Regions from separate parts of the Zea mays genome. Here region 1 is linked to region 2. A link is a contact called in public Hi-C data. All regions are on one chromosome and are shown on one strand. Each heading gives the region's core, a stretch centred on a gene start, on an enhancer-like site or on the middle of the called end of the contact. The rest is flanking DNA. Distances are from core to core; before and after follow the strand shown. Region 1 has its middle 38 kb from the start of LOC100382556. Region 2 holds the start of LOC103643454.

Region 1 (5,201 bases), core at 1,050-3,549, 320 kb before region 2:
GTTTTTGTATGAACTTTGTACTTTCATTTGTTTTTAAATTTGTCAGATTTTGTGAATTTTGTTTAATTTATGTAGTTTTATTTTTTTAGCATACTATGGTTTTAATGTTTTACATGCTTTATCTATACAAAACCCACCCAACCAAATCACCCCCACACCCATAACCTCCACTAAATCCACCAAACAAATTGCACCTAGACTTACTCACCATCAAAACCAACGGTTTGGATCGTTGGATAACTTCCTCTCCCTTACTCAAATCTAATGGACAATATTATTTAAATCATCCATCATCCCTCTCTCTCCCACTCCCCCGTTGCTCCTCCACTCCACTCTTGTTGTCGCCGCCACCGTCAACCCCTCCCTTCGTGTCGCCAGCCGTTGTCGACTCTTCTCGTCTCCGTGATCGTAGCATTAGTATGGGTTATATGATAGTTTGAATAAAAAACGTGTTTCGTTGTGCATATGTGTTGGTCATTCGTTTTCGATTGCTACATGACATAAAAACAAGGCAACATAAGTTAATAATATGAACCTTTGTCCTCATATTAATACTTAATCGAAGTAATAATTTGAAGACAAAGGTTCTTGAGAGGAAATGAAAATAAAGGAATATTGAATGACATGAGAATAGGCAACATAGCACAATACTCATCTCTTATGCCTTTGTATTTTTATTCCATTCTCCCTTGTGCTAAACAAGATTACAAACATACCTTCAACTGTTCTATGCAAGGAAGGTTGAAGGTTCTTCAAAGACTAAGCGAAACAAAGCTACGACCCTTGAAAGGTGTCTTTATACGCGACATTGTTCATCTATTTATAGAGAAGACAAACAACATCGTACAAAATTACATTCATGCTCTCAGGGTCTTACATACATAATTTACAAATGACATCAGGGCAGCATTGTCCTGTCTTTTTCTTTTTTTGCTGCTCAAGACTTCATCTTCTTATTCTTTGTCTTCGTGTTCGAAGCTTGCCTTATGCCGAAGATCAGTGACCCTCGACTTGCACATTTTCTGTGTACTTCTGCAGACGAAGCCTTTATATTCGAGGACCAGCTTCGTCCGTCCTTTGTATACCTGAAAACACTTTTGTTTATTCCAGGCCCCCCAACAATATGTTTAAAAAAGGGGACTCGGTGCTAACGTGGCGGTAAAGGCCGTACACTAGAAAGTAATGGTTAATGAAGGATGACGTTGGTAGATACAAACCCTGGAGATAGAAACCTATGTATCGGATTGAGCCTTAACATATAACTAGCTGAGTGCCCGTGCGTTGCAACGGGAATATACAATACTAGATACTACGATAACTTATATACAAAATGTGTGTTATACCGTTACGAGAAAATGTTTCATAATAAATTTGTAATTATTGCCATACATAAATTTTGTTATTTTAATCTATCTGTTTCACCACTACATTGCAACCATCAGTATAATGCAGACTTCGATATATGTCACGATTTGCATGGTCTCATCATTGGAGAGCATGTTCCACACATGCCGGAAGAAATTCTCTCGTACATCGTTAGTCATCAGACATGTACCACTATACACTTTTGCTTAAACAAAAAGGCAAGTGTGGTCAGATCCATGGAAAAAATATTACGAAGAATAAATGTCATGCATGCAAAAAAAAGGAATTTAAGTTGAAAATATTATTCAAACAAAAGAAATTGCATGCAAGGCTCTTCTTTAAATACTACTCCCTCCATCCAAAAATATAATTCAAGAATCCCGGTGATACTTATCTACTACTACGCATTGTGCAAGGGTAGCAGGTGGGCTATGTAGTAGATGTGTTTTCTGTTATACATGTAGACATAAACACACATGTAGTGTAGCGGTAGCTACTGCTAGCATTTGCTTGAGAGGTAATAGGAATGGACTTTACGGGAAGGGAGAATGAGAATGATAGATAATAGAATGGTGACAGAACATGTGAATGGACTAACATAAGAATAGACTGTGCGCGGGGAGGAGGGAATCGCAAAGGCAGAACAAGGAATGAGAATTACAGAACAGGGAATGGTGGTAGAACACAAAATAGGCAGAACAGGGAATGGTGACAGAACACGAAATGACAGACTATTATTGTAGCAGTAGAGATTGACAAAACCTAGAAGTTCCCTTTTTGAACGGAGTACCTCAGGCCAACTGCCGTAGGAACAGGCATTTGTAGACTTGTCGTGCAGGTACAGTGCTAGTGCAAAGTGTCATAGACTGGCTGTGGCAGTTCAATACGGTACAGTGGAGCGGGAGCAGAGCGTACCGACTAGTACCGACAGTGACACACAGATATAGCCGCCTATCACGTCAAGTCACCTGCACGGAGCCAGTACATACTCCTACAGTCCTTCATATGGCAACTGGCAATGGCAAGCCCCTTGTTTCTGTGGCAAGCCGTACGGCGTCGAGGCTGGCATCTCCGCGTCGTCATGGGCGTGGCGGCCCTTCGCACGGCCATCGGCCAGCCGGCCTGGCCCGCCGGGCAACACGACACGAATCCAGAAAGGAGCGGGGCTACCGCTGGCTGGTTGCGGCGAGCGTGGCGACCGGGCTTTTCTTTTTCTTCGCGGGTAGCCAGTTCGGATATAATAGGGTTACGTGGATAAATATTTGCTTTGTCTTTAAAAGGTTTCACATCTTTATATAAGAAACTTGTACACCCTCTAAGAAAGAGGTCAGAGGCCCAACCATATATCCCGTGTTTCATGTGTTTTCTCTGTCGTACTTATGAGAAGGGAGACGAGTCCTCTACAGCTTCTTGCGTCTCTACTACTGACAGAAGGGAAAAGAGTAGATTTGGTGATCCGTAGTAACGTAGTTCTCAACACGTTATCAGCACGCTCTACCTCGACGTTGCTGTGGATCAGATCTGCATCAACTCTCCGTCAAGCCGGCAGGTCCTCGCCTAGCCGAACTGTCCTACGCGACAGTCTTCGATTACTCGCAATCAAACGGTATAATTTTTCGTCGATAAATTACCTAGAAAGTAAATCGTCGACGGCTTCCTGGTCGTACGTTGCACGCCTCTCTCTCCTCCACTGGTGCACCTCTGCCCGCAGCCGTGCAGATTCGGCTCGCCCGCTCTAGGTCTTCAGCGTGAGCGCAGGGGCACGACGCTTCCTCTACACGCGATCGTGTCGATTTTGCCCCTCCACTCCACCGAACGGATGCACCGCTCGCTACTGAATGGATCTCACATACAGAAATATGCGCGTCGCGCTGGGGCCACGCTCGTGCACCCGCGCTAGAGGCGCACCACGCCGGGACCTCACCGCCCGTCAGCAGCCGCGTCTGCACAGAGGCACTTGCCTGTTGCACATGAACCTGGGCGGCGAGCCCCTCTCTCTTGTCCTGCTGCGTCCTGTTGACCAGCCTGTGCCACAGCCGAAAAAAGGATCATCGCACTCCCATGCACTTAACCCGGTCAAATCGCGCGTGAGGCAGCAAGTGGATTGACTGCCGCGTTGTACAGGTGCTGCTTGCATGTCCGTTTGTGGCGGCCTGGTGGGAGAGAGGAAACAGGCAAGTGGATCTGAAATCCGCAGACGAGCGTGGAAGCAGTGGCTGCCCGTGAAAGCCGGCTGCGTGACGAGCGCATCGCGCGACTATAGTGTTATCACGGAAAAATTCTTGCATGTTTGTGCCCGAGGGAAGCACGTTATTACGGAGAAAATTCTTGCATGTGTGTGTCTGAGGGAAGCACGTGTTGCATGGATAAAAGGATAACTGTGTGGTTGAGATAACCGTGCACATGAGGTGTAGATAAGGTTTTTACTCAAATAATTATAATTAAGCATGTTATTATCTCATAAATTCTACTTTAGTTAATGATTTATTGTCATAATAATTAGTATAAAAATACATGCTTAATATGCACCTGATCTGCTTATGTCCATGCATCAATTCTATATTATTTTTCTGCTTTATTTCTCGTAGTAGATAATTGGCAGAAATTATTAAAATGTGTGAAGCCTATATTGTGCATACTCAAATCGCTCAAAATATTTGTGTTGCGTTGAGCTTTTGAACTCACGTCGAGCGATTAAATTGTATAGTGGGTACTCAACACGCCGATCAGGCTGTGTTGGTAATCGGCTGAGGTATGGCATTAGCTGAATATTGACTGCGCCGTGGCAACACAACGTAATATTTGTGTCGTTCGAACTTGGCTGCGTCATGTGATTGCTATGTCGTGCTCTCCATTAATCGGATCGCTCCCGTTGAGTCAGACCGCCATCGCTGAGTCGCGTATTTTTTGCATGCCCTGTAGGCACTGTCTGTCTGTCTGTCGCGAGCCACAATTGCGCCTGTTGCGCACGTTGCATGGATTTATCGTGTACCCCAATTACCGAGCCATAATTATGCCTGTTACGCTTATTACGAAAGCTTGCTATACTGTCGTAGCCCTGATGGCCGTACATGCGTTGACGCCAGATACAGTAGAGCTTGTACTCACATGGATTGTGGTGGGTTGTTCAAGGTCCTGAAGTCACATTATGTGCAACCTTCGTAAACAATTTTGTTTTCGCTCTATATTTTGTTTGATTGTGTTGTGTGGCATCATATATTTATATATATCGCCAAGTGGCCATAACAACTATATTAAATCTGGGAAATTAAATTGAAATACAATGAAACACAAATAACTTAAATCTCTGCTCTCTCCTCGTGCATAAAGTTTTACCCGAAGTAACCTTAAGAAATTCAATATTAATGCATCAAAGCCTTTTTGGCACAGAAAACATCACAAATTGGGATTTTATTAGTAAGCAATAAGACCTTATCAGATGAATAAATGCTAGAATCTCAGTCATACATTGCTCAACCAGATATTGACACATTGCTATTTGTCGCTGAACGGCATGAAGCGAACTTTGAGATAAATGACTAGTACCTTAGCAACACGAAGTTGCGAGTACATCGAAAGGTAATTCTGAGAATTTTTTTTCACAATGTTTGTGTGAAAAACCATTGTGTGTTTCTGTCGAACCACTTTACTCGTCCTATCTAGGACCTCTATGCTTGTGTTGCATACATCTCTCAGTATTGTAAATACTTATAGTCGTTGAATTGACTTGGGATAGTCCTTTGACTGGTATGGTATACAGTAAGCCAAATGGTAAAGGTCAATACTGAATGGAAATAAAATTGGGGTTTATGTAGCAGAACTACATTTGATTTCAC
Region 2 (4,701 bases), core at 32-2,531:
GGAGGAACACTAGACGCCGCCCAGGTACGTGGTGCCCCGCCACGGACGCAAACACTGCGCCCAGCGCGGCGGAGTGCACGGCGATGTAGCCAAGGATCGCGAAGATATGTGCGGAGGAGAGCAGCGCGAGGAGGTTGACGATGGCCGCTGCGTCGCGCCTGGTCAGGGCAAGAAAACCGAATTCTCTGCCCAGCGGCGAGGCGGGCTTCGGAGGCGCCGTCTCATTGTAGACGGCAAGGAAGAAGGGGGAAGCGGAGGCCGGGAGCGGGTTGGGGAGCGGCAACGGATAGGGTTTGGGCGCGGCGGAGTAGGAGGTGACTAGCACATGGTAGTAGGAGGCGTTGCGGCGGCGGGAGGGGGCTGAGGCAGCGGGATCAAGGGGGCTGACTAGGATATCGTCGTCGGAGAGGGAGGACGAGGGGGAGGTGAACGGCGAGCGGCGCCGTGGGAGGTGGTGCGGGGGAGGCGGCGGCGACGGCGTGTTGGGAGGGGAGAGGCGGGCGAGAAGGGAGCGGAGGGCCGGGTCACGGTCCGCGAAGGAGGCGAGGCGGAGCGTGCCGGCCAGGAGAGCGGAGCGGAAGAGAAGGAGGAGGAGCGCTGCGAGGAGGAGTGGCGGGAGGGATGCTGGGTGAAGGAGATGCCCCGCCGCGCGGCGCAGGATGCGGCCGCCCGTGCGCGCGTCCAGGCTCGCCGGCGGTGGGTGCGGTGCGGCGGCAGGCATGACGCGGCGTACCGTGGATCGGCGTTCAGCTAGGTGAGCGAACGGGGAATTCGGGACGGAGGTTGACGCGCATGACGAAGTGGACTGGAAACGTGGGTTTGGGCTTGATGTTGGGCTTGGTGTGGGCTCTAGTTGGGCTAAATGCTAGGATGAGACCTGAGGTAACTTTTTTCCTTTTTATATGTAAAAACATTAAAATTTGAATTTTAGACTTCAACTTCTAAATTTTAGAGTCATTGGCCGTCCGGTGAGAGCAAGTAACCTATTACATGGACCTCAAGGAGGGTTGTTGCGGCCTTGGGTACAACGTTGGATATTGTCAGTGGTGAGAATCACGATCCTCTTGAAAAAAAAAGTATCTCATAAAATCACTTTTTTTCTCAAATTTCACGGTAGCAAGCGAATTCGGTTGTGGCTAGTAAGGGGTTAATTTTTTTACCACATCAGCAAAAAAAAACTTGGCCTAACCAGATTGGAGATGTGAGACAACTTGTCCATGAAGTTTCATCTTCCAATAATTAAGTGTTCCATTCTTGAAACCAATGAGGACCTCCGTTACTCTAGAGATGGAATGAAGTAGACTTTGAAGGAAGAACAAACAAAAGAACACAGCTTGGCGATATGAAAACCAAAACACTCAAGTAGCGAGAAGAACAACTTCAAAATCCTTCGTAGAACCACCAATGGTGGCTTGAAGGATGAGAAACTAAGTTGGGACATAGCTTAACCTGTAATAGCAACCAAAAGACACAACTGAGAAAAAGCCAACCTCGGGAGAAGCAAGATGGGACACCGAATAACATAACTTACTTTTGATCACAGCTAGGAGTCTAGGAGCAAGAGAGGAACTCTCAGTCTTTATGTCCAACAACTAGAAGCAAGCATCATGCAACTTTCTCTACCACTACTCAGCTTCATGAGAAGGTTAGGCAGAAGTTTTCATCATGGCCTTCGACACTAGCTAGGTCACAGCCATCGACGGGGAAGAGAGGGGCGCTAGGGATGAGAAGGCCGCCGCCAAAGCACAGGTAAGGCCGTAAGGGCAGAACACAAACTCAACGCGGGGACTTTATGGATCTTTCCACTCAATTCCTCACTATAGTGTTTGGTTCTGAGCCAGTTGAGATGAAGTGGGTAGATTTTATGTAGCCGGATGGTTCACCATTTGATTATAATTTTCTTTTTTTTTAGAATCACTCTGTTCCAAATGGAACCAATCCAAATAACAACAAATTATGAATAAAGTGGCTCTATCCCACCATACTCTAAAACCAAACACTACCTACTCCAAAACCAAGCACTACCTATGATCCACTCTACACACCGGGTAAATGACACAATACCACTAAATCACTTACGTTTTTGTGCATGCTTCACATAAAATAGTTACTGGTATATTATACCCTAAAAGTATAGTAGTCAAATCCTTTTTGTTACCCCCTAAAGCAAGGGTGTTAGGAGGGATTAAGGGGATTAAATTTCCTAACAGTCAAAATTCTCCTCAATCCTCTCCAATCCTTCCTAATCACTATGATTTAGGGATGAAACAGATAAGGTCTAACGCTGCACAATTCCATTATTGGCTCGGCACACGCACAAAAGTAGAGAGTCGTATGATCCCTAATTCATCTTGGACGATCCAAGAATGGCAACATCTGCCTCGATTAAGCAGCTGCCCTTCACAAGGTACCAGTCCTTCACAGACTTCGTCGCCATGAAATTTGACCATCCCCAGCCTTCGCCCTCCGTCGCTTGGAGCTGGCACCGGCCTGGACGCACGAATTTCCCAAATCCACACACAGCGGAATCGGGGAAACAACCACATAAACAATCGTATCGGTCCGAACATCTGGATCATGTTACATCAGGAGCAAGTACGAGTGACAAACCTGTCATTGTTTTGCGATTGCTGGTCACCTTGTCTTTGATGGACAGACTGACTTCTACAAGCACCCCAGAGTTCTGGAGGGAAGCGTCTCCGTTTGGCTTGGCCATATGCAGGTAGAGGGAGAGAATTTCCTTATCACCGTCGATGCCAGTGCCAGAAGGGTACATGGTCAGGTACCTGAAGGATCACAGGAGTTAGTGCATCATGAACTGTCGACAAGTTGATACTTGCATCTTAGGGTTTATCATTAAAGTGAGTATTTATATTTCTTATGTATCTTATTAGTAGTACTATGCAAGTATGTGGTACCATTTGTGTCCACCGATCTCAAACTCCGGTGAGTAGCACCGCCCCTTCAGGCTTAAGAAGTCATTGATGATCCAGGTGTAGGCCTCCCGGGCACTACAGAAGCCAATTCTCTTCTGAACATGCAGCGTTCCTGAACCGTCCTTGACTTTAGCAGTGGTGAACTTGATGAGCTCCACTCCGAAGACACAGCTGTCACCAACGATGAAACCGGAGGAGGGTTCCTTGAGTGTGTAGACGAGGATCATGCATGAGATCCCGGAGCTCCTGCTGCTCTCTGTAGTCTGGAATCTGTGGCTAACTAAAGCAAACGTACAGTGCGGCCATCAACTTAGTAGAGTTCCATTCCATGTACCTATACCAGCTAGCCTACCAGGTTAGCATGTGATTTGAATCTTACATTCATGTTCGCTATGTCGTCCGTATGCTTGATCGTATATCAAGAGCTTGAACGATGCTTCGACAATGGTGTCGGGTTCCAGACCAGAAGTTTTTGACAGCACGAGGATAAGAGAGACGTATTCTCTTTCGTCGCCACTCTTCCGGTCCTTCAGGTTCAACTGCAAGTACCTGCAAACAGGTCAAAACAAAGAGATGAAACACTGCTCACCAGATGTTTGCACAGATATGCATGCATTGGCGTTGCATAAAACTGCGCGGATTTGAAAAATATAGCTTTGCGACAGCTTGTAAAACTAAGGCGAAGGCACAGTATGGAAGATCACCAATTAAGGTCCTTGATCTTAAAATATCCGGAGTTGGTCCATCCTTCTTGCTTGTCAAGAAGCGAGGAGAAGCCATCGATTTGCCAAATGAAGCTGCTCTTCTCTTCCATTTCAGAAGAGGCAGCACCACGACCTACCTGCGCTGCCGGAGTACATGGAATTGCCGCGACCTTTGCTGATTTCTGGTTCTTGCCATGGTTGGGTCGACCTGGGAGGAAAGTGCAATCCGTATAGCGAGTGACCATACCAAGAGAGTAATATCAGCAGAAAAGAAAACCAAGTCGGTGTTACCACGAGATGAAGAGGCACATGCACCCATGATTACTGGAAGAGTCTTCCTGCTCTTGCTTCAGCATGGACAGGTGATATCGCACGTTATATGTGGAACTATGTGTAAGTGTTTCAGAAATTCCTGGAAATTGAGGTGAGGTTTCTTCTTTTTGGCCGCTAGGGCCAACGCAAAAGGACAGAGTTCAGAGGTCTACGCCACAAGAAATTTCCTAGCACTGGAAGCATTACAAGTATATGACGTCTAAATTTTATACAGCTTCATGGCCCAAAAAAAAAGATCTCTCTAACTGAACAACCTTGCACATATTAAATCTTTTATGTCATTAGCAAATAACCTAAAAGTCCAGGTCAACTCTTCTGTGCCTCCCAATTCCCAAAGTACTTAAGTTGCAATATCTAACCACTAAGCAGCAAATAATCAATACATGTTTGTCTATCTTTGCGTGCGGATGTGTCTAGTCATCTGAGAGTCACGGCTGTGTTGATGCCATCATCATTTGCACCGGCGTAATTTTACAGGTTAAGATTCCAATGGAAAACGAAGGGTGGCTATGTTAATATACTTTGGAATCTTTGACAAATGAAGCCTGAAGAGATAGTTTATTCGGCTTTGAAATTTCCACACAAGCAGATGTCATTCCAAATTCCAGTTTGTCATCGTGAGTTGGTGACATACTGACATGGAACCGAAGGCTCTAAAGAGTGAGGCAGTTAAAGAAAGCTACCTTGTGCGGGCTACAAACTCCGATCTGGAGTACAAGTACATCAAT

What was found. A called contact is a pair of places that touch in the nucleus more often than the background predicts.
Region 1: a contact with region 2 is called in a Hi-C map of ear, with 3 times the contacts expected there. The contact joins the enhancer-like site here to the promoter of LOC103643454 in region 2. A contact is called at or near these places in 4 of 25 Hi-C or Micro-C datasets (bundle sheath, ear, leaf and 1 more).

What each region holds. Positions count from the first base shown.
Region 1 is chr1:237,187,214-237,192,414 of Zm-B73-REFERENCE-NAM-5.0, reverse strand. No RefSeq gene overlaps it. Among protein-coding and RNA genes, the nearest start is that of LOC100382556, 38 kb to the left of the region's middle. Within about 2 kb of position 2,299, at least 17 of the 20 cell types and tissues checked have an H3K27ac peak or open chromatin away from gene starts, as enhancers often do. A contact at or near this core is called in bundle sheath, ear, leaf and 1 more, where this site is marked.
Region 2 is chr1:236,865,395-236,870,095 of Zm-B73-REFERENCE-NAM-5.0, reverse strand. LOC103643454 reads right to left here and starts at 1,281. Exons shown (of 1, transcript XM_008666642.3): 1 at 1-1,281. The coding sequence starts at 721. It overlaps LOC100277602 (MATH domain containing protein), which reads right to left. Exons shown (of 7, transcript NM_001151115.1): 2 at 3,932-3,987; 3 at 3,641-3,848; 4 at 3,316-3,485; 5 at 2,919-3,216; 6 at 2,611-2,786; 7 at 2,155-2,490. The coding sequence starts at 3,959. The coding sequence ends at 2,342.